Linked DNA regions of Sus scrofa: region 1 is linked to region 2. The links are chromatin contacts, called in public HiChIP or PLAC-seq maps. All regions are on one chromosome and are shown on one strand. Each heading gives the region's core, a stretch centred on a gene start, on an enhancer-like site or on the middle of the called end of the contact. The rest is flanking DNA. Distances are from core to core; before and after follow the strand shown.

Evidence for each region. HiChIP or PLAC-seq counts read pairs in DNA pulled down with a chosen protein or histone mark.
Region 1: an H3K27ac HiChIP or PLAC-seq map of alveolar macrophages shows a contact between it and region 2. The contact joins the promoter of VPS26A here to the promoter of DDX50 in region 2. A contact is called at or near these places in 1 of 5 promoter capture datasets (liver), 3 of 47 Hi-C or Micro-C datasets (heart right ventricle, liver and skeletal muscle) and 1 of 2 datasets of contacts at active chromatin or transcription factors (alveolar macrophages).

The regions. Positions count from the first base shown.
Region 1 is chr14:72,205,217-72,212,521 of Sscrofa11.1, reverse strand. It overlaps VPS26A (vacuolar protein sorting-associated protein 26A), which reads right to left and starts at 2,036. Exons shown (of 9, transcript XM_001925999.7): 1 at 1,904-2,036. The coding sequence starts at 1,906.
Region 2 is chr14:71,985,383-71,992,962 of Sscrofa11.1, reverse strand. It overlaps DDX50 (ATP-dependent RNA helicase DDX50), which reads right to left and starts at 3,826. Exons shown (of 16, transcript XM_005657388.3): 1 at 3,229-3,826. The coding sequence starts at 3,318.

The DNA of each region.
Region 1 (7,305 bases), core at 787-3,286, 220 kb before region 2:
ATATAGGATTTTTCAGGAGCAATACTACACAATACTATGCAATATACACGTTAAAACTCTTAGGTGGCCTTTAACTAGAGGGCAATATATATGACTATTAAAATATTAGAGCAATTTTTAATAGTTTTCTAATTGTGTTCTAAACGTCCTATTACTGCTGTTGGGTTAATTTAAGATTTTTCATGTAATTCCTAAGCCCAATATTGAGCATTACCATCCAGCAAAACTACATGTGGGAATGTTAAAGCACAAAGTTTTTAGCCCTCACTGAAGAAATTTCACTACATCCAGTAGACATAAAGAAATGTAACTGAAGGTGAGACGCAAGAGAGGCTCTCAAAATTTATTCATTTAGCCCATACACAAGCAATGAAACAGCAAATTTTCATACATATATTACAGCTGTGCCAATTTCAGTGTTATAAAGCTTTACAAATTTGATCATTTGACGAGTAACTTGACAATAAAAATTGCTCTTGAACATAATTTAAAAGTTTATTAAAAGTAATAATTTTAAATGTAAACAAAAAATAGCCTTTTAAGTTTTCTTTGCAAATTATATTCAATTAAAGAAGCCTTCTCTAACTCCCTGACTAGGCACAGCCCTACCGTACTCCTTTTTAACACATGTTAAACAAATGATTACACAAATAAATGTTTATCTCCCTCTGGACTGCAAGCTACAAGAGAGCAAGGGCTGTTTCAATCTTGCTCAGCGGCCCCGGGAGAACCTCAGTAATTATTTGTTCAATGAAAGAAAAAACGGCTGCAAGTTTAAGAAAGAACATGCCTGTCCTCACTTTCTTTTTTTAATTAAAACAACTCGATTTCTGACTCAAAGTTATTTATTCAAAGTAACTTAAAAAATTAATAAATCAATAGAAACAACAACAACAACAAAAGACAAAAAAAATTAATAAATCTAGCTTGGTCTTTAAGTCAAAAGTCTCAAGCAGTTTACTGAACCGGATGAGCTTTGGGAAAGCAGGTACTATTAGGGAGAGCACACAGTAGGCGCGCAACATATACTCGCCAAGTGAAACGATTTAACGAACACTACCGTAAAACGAGCCAAATGAGATCCAATCTGGAGGCGATCGCCAACACACACAATTAAACGCCATCGTGCCCATGCTTGCGCTTCCCACTAACTGCAGTGAGAGTACTCTGATTTCCCTCCCTCCTTTGCTCCCCAGGCCATTTCAACATCCCAAAGCGGTAAGTTTCCAGAAATGGCTTGAAGGAAAGGAGAGCCAAAGCTCAAAGCAGCGAGCACGAAACTAGAGTCTTTGGGATTAAAAGCGTCCTTCCCTTCAATATCCTTTTCTTTTTCTCTCCCGTTCTACAAGTGTCAACATCGAGGCTGAAGTGGGGTCAGGAAATCGCCTCATATCACCATACGCAAGTTAAAAAAAAAAAAAATCACGGAGTTTATCAAGCTCATGACACATTGGACCAGAGCGACCAAGTCCCCCCCGACTGTGGAACCGAGGGGCTCTTGGATCACTCCATCTGAAAGGAAGCGGGGCTGCCCAGGAGAAGCAGAGGGACTGGCTACCTTGGAAGGGGAGGCGGCAGAGGGCCCCCGCAGAGGCGGGGTGCGAGTACCCAGCCAAGGCCCCCACAGCCGGTCAAGGAACGCGGGCACAGGCTCCGACATGGCCAAGAGAACGCGGCGCCACCCGCAGGTGCTCGGGCCTCGCCGAGACCGGGAAGAAGCGGCGCAGCCCGCTCTTCCCCGACCTGCGGCGGCCAGACAGGCCTAACCCGGTTCCCCGCCCTGCCCGCCTGCCCCTTCCTGCTCCCCGCAGCCCTCCCGCGATACTGGGCCAGCCGTTGGCCGGCCCGCCGCGCGCTCTGGGGCGAGGGCTGGAGGCGAGCGCGCTATACGCCGCGCACTCACCATTGTCAGCGCCGCTGCCGCCGCGTCCCCCCACTTCACTCTTCTTTTCTCAGGAGAACTCCCAGCCCGGGTTCCCTCCGCCCCGGCGCCCCGTCACGTGATCTCGGGCCGCGGCTGCACGTGACCCCCCCTCTCTGCCTCCCCTCCCCCAGCACAGGCCGCCTCCCGCCTCTCGCCCCGCCCTACTGGCCGGCCTGGCCCTCCGAGGCGGGGCGGTTTGGAGGCGCGGCCTCGTGCTCCACCCCACGGCGGAGGGGCGGAGTCATTGAGACAGCGTCAAGTGGGAGGGTCCAGGGCGGACATCGGCTTCCCTGGGGCTCAGCGCTTTGTTGTTCCTCCAGGGTTTGCTTCCCATACTACCGTCTTCTCTGAGGAAGTTTGAGCAGCTGGGAAAGAAGGAAGGATCAAGAAAAGGTTGGTGCGGGAGACACTCTCTGCGGGTGGGTTACTGGGCCGCGGAGTTGAATGGGAGTTGTTTCCCCGAGGTTCTGCTAGGTTAGGCTTCGAAAAGAGATGTGCTCTTTCAATCCGGGGATGAGGCATTCTTCCACTTTCTCGAACTCTACCTAGCTTCCTTCCTTTCCCTCAAAGAGCTTCTGGGTTTTGAGAACTAGGCTTTATCACCTCTGAAGAGACAAAAAAAATAGAAGTTACTACATCCATTGTTTCACGGATAACTCATGAACTATCCACGCCGAGGTGTGGAGGGCTCACAGATCATTTGTACCACCCTGCCTTTCCGTGAGGAAAGCTGTTCTAAAAAGTCCAGTGTGGAGTTACCTGATGGCTCAGTGGGTTAAGCAACAGGCGTGGTCGCTGCTATGGCACGGGTTCGATCCCTGGCCCGGGAATTTTTGCATCACTCGCTATCAAAAAAAAAAAAAAAAAGTCGGATGTTACTGCTCAGAAATACTCAGGCTTTAACCGCATCTAGATCACTGTTGTGTAAGCCTAGACCTGCCCCTGAGTGGAATTCTGTAGCATTTCAGATTTAGTGTTGAAGTACCATAGTGCACTCTATACAGAACCAAAGCAGGAAAAAAAAAAAAATGACAGTCCGAAGGCAGATTATCTCATCATAACAAAACACTGTCAAGTTTATGAGGCAGGGCCATAAAGTAAGTCTCAAATTTAAGAGGTTTGGAATATGTCTTGGTGTATATCGGTAACCACAACAGAATTAAACTAGAAGTGACAAAAAGATAGCCAGAAAATCCACAAATACTTGGAAGCTAAGCTACAGAGTTCTGTAGTTCTATGTCAAAGAAGACATCTCAATAGGAATTTTAAAATAGTTTAAAAGATATTGAAAAGACAACAGAATTTATGGGATACATTGAAATATTGTTTAGAGGGCAATCTGTAGCTCTAAATGCATGCATTTGAAAAGAGGAAAGTTTTATTTATTTATTTATTTTGTCTTTTTGCCTTTTCTAAGGCTGCTCCCGAGGCATATGGAGATTCCCAGGCTAGGGGTCACATCGGAGCTGTAGCCACCGGCCTACGCCAGAGCCACAGCAAAACAGAATCCGAGTCACACCTGCGACCTACACCATAGCTCATGGCAATGCCAGATCCTTAACCCACTGAGCGAGGCCAGGGATCAAACTCACAACCTCATGGTTCCTAGATGGATTCTTTAAACACTGAGCCATGACGGCTACTCCAAGAGGAAAGCTTTAATATGTGTAATCTTTGTTCACTTCAGGAAAGTAAAAGGGTATTTAGCATGTGGAGGGAAACAGAGGATACATGGGAACTTTGTACTTGCTGCTCAGTTTTGCTGGGATAAAACTGCTCTAAAAAAATCTATTAAAAAAATTTAAAAGTCCTCTCATATATGGTAAAATGATCTTTGACAAAGGTGCAATGATGACTCAGTGGGGAAAGGACAGTATCTTCAAGAAATGGTCTGGGGAAAACTGGGTATCCACATGCAGAAGAATGAAGTTGTATCTTATATACAAAAACTAATTCAAAACAGATTAAAGACCTAAATGTATGACCTAAGACTGTAAAACTCCTAGAAGAAAACACAGAAGAAAAACTTCATGGCATTGGACTTGACAATGATTTCTTGGCTGTTACACCAAAAGCACAGGCAACAAAAGCAAAGATAGACAAATGAGACTGCATCAAACTTAAAAACTTTTATGCATCAAAGGACACAACAGAATGAAAAGACACCCTATGGAAAGGAGAAAATATTTGCAAATCATATATGTGATAAGATATCCAGAATATCTAAAGAATTCCTATAGCTCAATAACATATATTCTTGTTCCCATCATGGCTCAATGGTTAACAAATCTGACTAGGAACCATGAGGTTGCAGGTTTGACCCCTGGCCTTGCTCAGTGGGTTAAGGATCTGGTGTTGCCGTGAGCAGTGGCATAGGTTGCAGACACCACTCAGATCCTGCGTTGGTGTGGCTGTGTTGTAGGCCAGCAGCTACAGCTCCCATTGGACCCCTAGCCTGGGAACCTCCATATGCCATGGGTGCAGCCCTAAAAAGACAAAAAAAAAAAAAATATATATATATATTCTTAATATCCAGAACACAAAAGAACTCCTACAACTCAGTAACCAAAAATCAAGTGAACTGATTAAGCAATGGGCGAAAACTTGAATAGAGATTTCCCCAAAGATGACATACAAATGTCCAACAAGCATATGAAGAGTGCTCAACATCACTAATCATCAGAGAAATGCAAATCAAAACCACAAGATACTACCTTACACTCATCAGGATGGTTACCTTTTTTTTCCTTTTTTCTTTTTTCTTTTTTTTTTGTCTTTTGTCTTTTTTTTTTTTTTTTTTTTTTGTTGTTGTTGCTATTTCTTGGGCCGCTCCCGCGGCATATGGAGGTTCCCAGGCTAGGGGTGGAATCGGAGCTGTAGCCACCGGCCTACGCCAGAGCCACAGCAACGCGGGATCCGAGCCGCGTCTGCAACCTACACCACAGCTCACGGCAAAGCCGGATCGTTAACCCACTGAGCAAGGGCAGGGACCGAACCCACAACCTCATGGTTCCTAGTCGGATTCGTTAACCACTGCGCCACGACGGGAACTCCACCTTTTTTTTTGAAACCCAGAAAATAATAACTGTAGGTGCGAATGTCGCGAAATCAAAACCCTGTGCAGCGTTGTTGGTGAGATTGCAAGATGGTACAATCCCTATGGAAAACAATATGGAGGTTCTTCAAAAAAGTGAGAATGGAACTACCGTATGACTTCACAGTCCTGGTTCTGGGTATCCTTCCCAAAAAACTGAGGATAGGGATTAATGATTTATTTGCATGACCATGTTCATGGGCAGGTGAGTGGAATATTAATCGGTCTTAGAAAGGAAGAAAATCAAGTCACATGCTACAACATAGATGAAACTTGAAGACATTATGCTAAGGGAAATAGGCCAGTCACAAAAAGACAAATACAGTGTGATTCCAATTACAGGAGATATTAAAGTAGCCGTAGTCATAGAAACAGTAGAATGGTTACGATAGGTTGGGGAGAAGGGTAAAGGAGAATTTAATAGTATAGAGTTTCAAATTTGCAAGATGAAAAAGTTCTGGAAATCCATTTCACAATACTGTGAATATAGTTAGTTAACACTACTGTACTTTATGCCTAAAAATGGTTCAGATGGTATATTGGATGTTATGTGTTTTTTACCACACACAAAAGAAGCAAATTAAACTCTTAGGAAAAGGAAGGAAAACAAAAAATCCTAAACCAAGTTTATAAAGCAGAAATTTCTGTGAAAACTGATCTGTGGATAAGCCCTACACTATGGTTAAATGTGCTTTTTGGTGTACCTGTAAAATTCTTATTCACTAGAGTGGGATATCAATATAATATATATATTTGATCTTTTGTCTTTTGGGGTTGCACTCGCGGCATATGGAGGTTCCCAGGCTGGGGGTCCAATCGGAATCCACCAGCCTACGCCATAGCTCATGGCAACACTGAATCCTTAACCCACTGAGCGAGGCCAGGGATCGAACCTGCATCTCATGGATGATAGGTTCGCTAGCCACTGAGCCACAACGGAACTCCTTTATACATGTTTTAAAGTTCATCTCTATTATCATTTTAATGCTCCGGTTAGCATTATGGTGTATAGATAAAGTGTATAAAGTATCAAATCACTCTGTTCGTTACCTGAAATTAATATAATATTGTAAGTCACTTATACATCAATAAAAAGGAAAAATGAAAAGACTTGCCAATTTTTCATTGGGGTATTTGTCTTTATTATTGAGTTACAGTTTATCAAATACTTTGGGTACAAGTACTATGTCAGATATATTAATTGTAAATATTTTCTCCCAGTCTTTAGCTTCACTGTTTATTTTCTTAATAATGTTTTTGGATGACCTGAGAATTTTGGCTTTTACATTTAGGTATGAGATCCTTCTCGAAATAAGTTTTGCAAATAATGTACACTAAGATTTGAGGGCTTATTTGTGTCCAGCACTATTTGTTTAAAATAATTTCCTTTCCCCATTAAATTGCTTTGGTGCCTTTGTCAAAAATCTGTTAACTCTATAGTTATGGATCTATATCTGGACTTTTCATTGTTTCATTGATCTCTTGGTCTCTTTATGCAATACCACATTGTCGTGATTACTATAGCTTTATAGTAAACCTTGAAGTAAGGAATTGTAATTATTCAACTCAGTTCTTTTTCAAGAATGTTTTGGTGGTCCTAAGTTCTTTGTATTTACATACAGTTTTTGAATAGTTAATCCACCTTATTAAAAAAAAAGCTACTGTGATTTTTATTGGGATTGCGTTGGACCTATATCTCTATTTGAGGAATATTGAAATATTAACAATTTGCAGCTTCCAACCCATAAAAATGGTATATTTCTCTATTAAGGTCTTTAATTTCTCCTAGCAATGTTTTGTAATTTTCGTTGTAGAGATATTATACATCTTTTGTTAATTCCTAAGCATAATTTCATTTTCCAGTTGTTCAATGCCTGGGAAAACTGGGTATCCACTTGTGGGGGGAGGGGGAGAATTTTCTGTGTTTTGTTTTGTTTTGTTGCCACACTCATGGCATATGAAAGTTCCCTGGGCCAGGGAGCGAATCCAAGCTTCAGCTGTAGCAATGCCAGATCCTTAACCTACTGCTTCGGGCAAAGGATTGAACCCATGCCACCACAGAGACAACACTGGATCCTTACACTTGCTGCACCACAGCTGGAACTCCTCTTATGATGATATCTTGCAATCTTTGGTAATTTCTTTGGTGATTTCTTCCCTTCTCTTTTCTCTCCTCTTTCTTCCTGGATCTTCTATTAGTCTTATATTGGGCTTCCTGATTGACTCTGTCATTCTCTTACTTTTTCTTTCCTATTTTCCATCTGTCTCTCTTGTGGTTCCCCTTCCT
Region 2 (7,580 bases), core at 2,577-5,076:
ATAGAACTTGGGGGGGGGTGCTTTCTGCAACTTTAGCTTTAAAATGCCAAACTAGTGGCCAGTGTTTTAATATTTGCAGACAGTAAGAAATGATTAGGAAATTCAGCACTTCAAACGTGTCAAATGTTCAAAATAAATTAGATAGGGAGTTACCACTGTGGCGCAGCAGAAACGAATTCAACGAGGAAACATGAGGTTGAGGGTTCAATCCCTGGCCTTGCCAAGTCGGTTAAGGATCTGGTGTTGCCATGAGCTGTGGTGTAGGTTGCAGACAGCGGCTTGGATCTGGCATTGCTGTGGCTGTGGGGTAGGCCGGCAGCTGGAGCTGTGACTGGACTCTTAGCCTAGGAACCTCCATATGCTGTGGGTGCAGCCCTAAAAAAAGCAAAAGATAGAGAGATAAATAAATAAATAAATAAATTAGGTAGTAGTGACTAGTCTTGATAAAAACTGCCATTACCAAAATTTTCACTATGAATTACACATGTTTTTTTTTTTTTTTTGGCCTCGCAGCATACAAAAGTTTCCAGGCCAGGGATCGCACCTGCGCCACAGCAGTGACAATGCCGGATTCTTAACCAGCTGAGCCACCAGGGAAATTCTGATTTATACAATTTTTAAAGAGTACTTTCATATACAATTTTCTCATCCATAAAATGAGTTGTTATAAAAATTGAATATATGAAAATGCTTTGTAAACATCAGAACACTACATTAATATGTCATACAGTTGCATGTTATACCATTTGATCTATAGTTAAGTGAGCTAGCCCGTATCTCCCCAAACCAATAGGTTCTATACAAAAACAAGACTATTTATAGAACCAGCCGTGGGCTTTGAATTACTTCTGGGCCTTGCACTTCACAGAGGTTCTGCAAAGTAAAATGAGACCTTTAGGTCCAAGCCCAGAAATATCCCAAGGTGATGAAATACAGTTTCACATCAGATTCACAGTGCTTGACAGACTCCATTTTCTTGGCTTCTGAGACACACAGTTTCCTCCTTATTCTCTTACCTCTATCTTCTTCAATGGTTCCTCTCTCTTCTTTAGTAGATGTCCTTAAGTCTCTGTTCTCTATGTATACTTTCATACCATTTTCATGGCTTCAACACACACTTCCAGGCTTCCTTCCTCATTTGCACTCCAGTTCTGGGAACCTAAGACCCAGTTCCATATCTCAAGATATCCAAACCCAAAATCACCTTCATCTCAATGCCAGATCAGTATTTGACTGCTCTATTCTATCAGTTGGTACTCCAAACTGTTTCCATTTTTTTTTTTTTTTTTTTTTTTTTTGCCTTTTCTAGGGCCACTCCTGCAGCATATGGAGTTTCCAGGCTAGGGGTCTAAACCAAGTTGTAGCCACCGGCCTACACCAGAGCCACAGCAACGCGGGATCAGAGCCACGCCTGCGACCTACACCACAGCTCACGGCAGATGGTTAACCCACTGAGCAAGGCCAGGGATCGAACCCGCAACCTCATGGTTCCTAGTCGGATTCGTTAACCACTGCGCCACGATAGGAACTCCTGTTTCCAAATCTTTAGTTATCTCTCATAATTAAAGGAAAATCAACAAGTACTTCTGGAGAAATTACAATGTGAAAACCACCAATTTACAAGATTATAGTGAAATGCAAGCATAGACAAAGATACTGTCTTTTCCCTCAAGAATCTTTGGGAAATATTTGGGAAAGATACACACAAGAAGACTGAACTAACTTTACAAGAAAGTACATAAGAGTTCCCATTGTGGCTCAGTGGTAATGAACCTAATATCCATGAGGATGTGGGTTTGATCCCTGGCCTTAGTGGGTTAAGGATCCGGTGTTGCTGTGGCTGTGGGGTAGGCCTGCAGCTACAGCTCCAATTCAACACCTAGCCAGAGAACTTCCATATGCCACAGGTGCAGCCCTAAAAAGACAAAAATAAAATAAAAATTTAAAAAACCTCACAAGGAAGTACATAAAGGCTAATTGTATGAGAAAGATAGCACTGGAAAAAGAATCCAAGGGGGAATGAGATTACTGTGTGTACAGTGGCGTGGTTTTAATAGGCATAAACTAAACCTTGATAGAGGGATAGGATTTGGATGCTAAAAGAAGACCAAGTATTTTAGAAGCAAAATTAAAATAACTGCTTGGTGATTTCACTTACATGACTTATCTAGAGCAGTCAGATTCAGAGACAGAAAGAATGGTAGATGCCAGGAGAGGGGGCAATGAGGAGCTGGTGTTTAACACACCCAGAGTTTGGGAGGATGAAGAAAATTCTGGAGATGAATGAAGATAATGGCTACAGAACAGTGTGAATGTGTTTAATGCTACAAAACTGTATATTTTAAAATGGTAAATTTTATGGTGTGTGTATTTTACCACAATAGAAAATACTAACTCCTTGGCTAGAATGGCAAGTTTACCTTGGTAATAAGGTCAGAAGAGTAGGTTCTCTGCTCTCTGGAACTATACAGCCATTCTTTTGTCAAATGTCAGCTTTCGAATTGCTTCTTTACCTTCTAAAGCTGTTTCCTTTTCTCTAGATTTCTTTCTTTCTTTTGAGGGGTGGAGCGGGAAGTCTCTACAACTCTTCTAACAGGCTCCTTGAGGGCAGGGACCACCGAGATGCCCAGCAAAGAGTCTAGCATAAATTAGGCTCAATAAATATTTGTGAATTGAATGAAAATACTATCAGAAAAGGCTATTAATAATACAACCCACACGATCTCCATCACAGCCAAATCCTGGCAACGTTGGCTGTGACACTTTTCTTCACTACTCCACTGACCCGTTATCAAGGTTTGTAAACCTAAGATCGCTTTCCCCAAGATTCTCGCATACAGGACAGGATGACGGAGAAGGAACACTTATTCAAAGCAATCATTTTTTCTTAATCATCTTCTAGACGGCCAACGAGAACCAAATGACAGGCCTCGCTGCTTAAGGAAGGAGAGGAAAGAAATAACAGATTCCACGATGAGAACTTGAGTCTGCCCATCTCGTAGGCGCCGATGAGAACGACTGGAGGACCACGGGAGGCCGGGCCGAAGCCCTTCTCCAGGTTAGGGGTGTGGCGGTGGGAATGGTCCCGGAGCGACCTCAGAGGTACGAGGGCAGCGCGAAGAGAGGCCCTCGGATGCTCCGACCGGGTTGTGACAGGCCATCGGGGAGACTCCCCTCCCCGCCCAAGCCGGCGCAGCCCAAAAGGAGGCGCGGCCCATCTCAGCGCACCTTTTGCCTCTCCTTCCTTTGGCTCTCGGTCTCCTCCAAGGGTGCTTCCAGCTCCATAATGTCCCCCCAGAGAAGTTTCCCAGGCATCATTCGCCGCAGTCGCCTCCTCCTGGGCACGGTGGCCACAACCACCTACAGGCAGCGACAGCGTGAAAGGAAGAGGGGGCAGGGCGGCCGACCGGCCAGAGCCTTGCGTCACTTCCGGGACACGCACCGACCGGCGGGGGAAAATAATCCCGGATACTCTCGTTTTAAACGCTTCCCTTGCGACACAGTCTCCCAGCCAGTGAAAGCGAGCCTTCTCGATTGGTCCACCCTTGTTCTGAAGTGATTGGCTTCTAGAGTAAAACCCTGACCAATCTCTATAAAAGATGCGCAAACTGTTTAGTATAAAAAGTTCAGGTTTTCCCCCCTTCCCCTCCCCCACTCCTAATAGCTCTTCTCGGCTAAGTGGAGATGCTTCCGGGCTTCCCAGCATGCAATGCTGGGGCCGGAGAGCCCCTCGAGTGCAGCAGAGAGGGGCTCACGCCTTCCGCGGGTTGGCGGGAGAACCGATGAGGCGCGCCACGCTCGGCCTTGCCTCCCGCCGCCGGAAGCTGCAGGCATCAGCCCCACCCATTGCGGGGTGAGGCGTTAACGTCTAACGGCTTCGCGCGAGACTAGCGTCCCGGCGTTGGTGGGAAGGGGCGTCTTGGGGTCTGGAGTGGGCTAGGTGCGCTTGGGGTGAAGGCTAGGCCGTGTCAACCTTCTCTCAAGTCTTAAGTTTTAGTAAGGAAGTTGGCCCTTGCTTACTGTAGATCCTTTCCACCCTCCCCATTTGCCATTAGAGGAAACTAATCCCCTAAGAGGGATTTACTTGTCTGTAGTCTCAGAGTTGGTGGCACAGTCGAGTAGGAAATCAGTCTTTTCTCTGCCACACCAGCCTGCAAGCTTTAAGGTTCCCAAAGCTGCTCCCATGAACATAGAATAATAAGTAGAAAAAAAACCTAAAGAAATTTAGAGAAAACAAGCCTGAATGTCACTGACAAATTGTTTATTTGCAGCGAATAAAAGGATTTTACTTACGGGGATAACTGCTCCTAAATTACAACTTTGAACAAAACTAGAAACCTTTTGATACTACAAGGGGCAAACTCCTTAGCATATACCTTTTTTTTTTAACATCATTGGTGCTGGATGGTTGGCTCCCTTTTCTGAGCTGTTTCTTTTTATCTCTTCATGATCTCTTCAACCAAGCTACTCTTTGAGTGAAAAGCAAGAAGTCAAATTGAGACGTAGGTGCAGGGGTATTTCACAAACCCCTTGACAGTATCCAGCACACCAGCCTTGTAACCTGAACATCAAATTTACCTCTTAGCAAAATTTCAGATTGCTACATGTCATGGAGTTTGGGAATTAGTCCTGAATAGCTGAAAGCACAAAGGTTAAGCTTGTAATTGCTACAGGCCTGCATAATTATGGATTGGCCTGAAGTCAAAGGTGATATGTCTATCTAAATGTTACCTTATGGATTCAGTACTATCAACAAATTGAGTATCAGTCAATGATAGTGAAAAATGCATCTCTCTCCCTAGATTATGAGACTAGCTAGGCATCTCTAGATCTGTGCTTTTTTAAAACATTTTTGTCCCACTCTCTCACACCCACTACCAATTCTATCACTGTGAAGTCTTTGTAGCCCTGCAACAGGCTGTGATGTACATAGAAAACACAGGAGTAGATGTGGCTAAGAATGTCACATGTATAAAATTGGGATAATAATAGAAATAAATGTTAGTATGTTGTTGAAAAGCACAGATGAAGTATATTTTAGCCTCTCAAGACTATTTTTAGCATTCGTTTTTATGTCAGAGGTCATACAGCATATCTGAAAAATGGACAAGACTGTACAAAACCCTACCTTCCTAAGCACCAAATTCATTGACTCAAAACTCTGGTTGCTGTCTATGTTAGGCAGGGCAATTGTATGTAAATTAAACTGAGTCATAAGTAACTTGACGAAACTGTAGCTTAGCTAAAATAGGGGTACCGCTAAATACATGTTCTCAATGGGTATAAACTTGAAAACTTTGGAATGGAGATGAGGAAATGAATAACTGTTTTTTTCACATTTGGTCCCTCTTTAAGTCTCAAGAGATTGATACTGATGATGAAATATACTGGGAGGAACATGAAGGTGTACCATAAATTATTAAAACGTACAAGTAACTAAAAATCTGCTCTTATTAGAAAAATCTTTGTTTTCTAAATATCTTGCCAGAATCACTGATACAATTTCTTTCTCAGTTTGTTAGGGTGCCTCATCTTTTGCTCTGTTGCAACGTCCTATAAAGATTTCCCTTGCCTCTGGTTTTAGATCATTAAACTCTATGACCTTAAAATATAGAAACAAGATGTCTATAAACTTGCCTCTCTCTGGTCATTCTCAAACCTAGAGGGCTAAATTTAATTTTTATTCCATAGTTAGAAAGTAAAAGGTAAAAAGAAACATTTTGAATCTGCATATCTATCTTACTTAACAAGAGGAATTGAGCCATCATTTTAAAATGTTATGACATGGAAATAATTTGAGATAGCTATAAATTGATTGAGAGATATTGGAGGTAGAGAGTGAGTGCTGAGACTACTAAGTAAGGAGAATATGAAAGAGGGACCAAGAAGGATATTTCTTCTATTGCTAGCCACATGACCTTGGCCAACTAAACTTTAAAACCCATTTTTTTGTTAGTAAAGTGGGGCAAAAATTCCTTCCCTGTTGGTAGCTGAGAGAAATATGGGGGATCCCCTGATATAACAGTACTAAAGAGACGATATACAGAGGTGCGTATATTCCTACCTTTAGCTCCAGGTTTTGACTGTGGAGACAGCTTTGAACTCATTTAGTGTGTGTATATTTACGTATGTATCTAGCTCCTAATTTAAATTATTTGGGAAAGCTTTTTAAATGTTTAACCTTTGGAAGGAGGTCTGTTTCTTTAATTACTAATTACTTTGTAGGTCCTTTGAATAACAGTGGATGAAAGGAATAGTCACAGAAAAGGGCACCATTCCCTGAGAAATGGAATCTGCTACTGCTGAAAAGGGAACATGCTTCTAAGGTTTCAAATGAGAGGCTAGCAAGATAGTCCTGAGTTTGTTTTTGATATATAACCATTCTTGTTTCATGACTCCCATGTCTCTCTTCTCCACTCCCCATCCCTTAAAAGCCTCAGGTAGCTATAGGATGGGTTCTCAAAATGCAGTTGATCCCAATCTTTTTACTGCTACCGCTCTTTCCATTGTTTTTTTTTTTTTTAATCACAAATGTGACACTTTGAAACATTCTGTCTGCTAAACTGCATTTAGTAATCACTGATTCATGATCATTCTTCTAATACACGAATAAGACACAACTGAAGCTTAGCAATGTCACGCCAGCATGTGATAGGGTTGCATTGCTGAGCAGGTGTAATTTCAGCCACTGGCAGAGAAACTGATGTTAGCAAGGGGTTAGACAAAGGGAATGTACAATTTCTATCAGGATTTTTCAAGTACTGAAAATGGTTTACACAAGCCAGCTACTCTCAAGGATTCTATGGGTCTGAGATCCCAGATGAAAAAGGATGAACAGGATCTCACATTATATGAATATCTGCAGTAAGCCCATGCTTCGCAGATTTTATTCCCATTTATAGTATAAGGCATTAACTGCCAAAGGCATAATATCTCCCCAGGCAACTCTGGATTTTTATTAGATACTTTCTATAATCATAATCTATAGGACTGAATCTTTTTTTTTTTTTTGTCTTTTTGCCTTTTCTAGGGCTGCTTCCCACGGCATATGGAGGTTCCCAGGCTAGGGGTCGAATCCGAACTGTAGCCACCCAACTACACCAGAGCCACAGCAACTTGGGATCCAAGCCGCGTCTGTGACCTACACCACAGCTCACAGCAACGCCGGCTCCTTGACCTACTGAGCAAGGCCAGGGATCGAACCCGCAACCTCATGGTTCCTAGTTGGATTCGTTAACCACTGCGCCACGACGTGAACTCCGGACTGAATGTTTAAATGGAAGAATTCCAGATAACCTGGCAAAAACAGGGGACTTATATAGTAAGCCATGTTCTTTACTTATTAGGCAAGTTTTGTGAATAAGTATATAAAAATATACATACATATAACAATATTATGTGCCTCTGCATTGGCCACTTTCAGTAGATTATCGTCAAATCTTAAAACAATCCTATAAAGTAGATTTTCTTACTATCTTACTTTACAGATGAGAAAAACAAAAAAATCAGATAAGTTTTTAACTTTCTCCATCACACAGCTACCAAGGATTTAAAAACTTATCTGACTCCTAAGCTTGGGT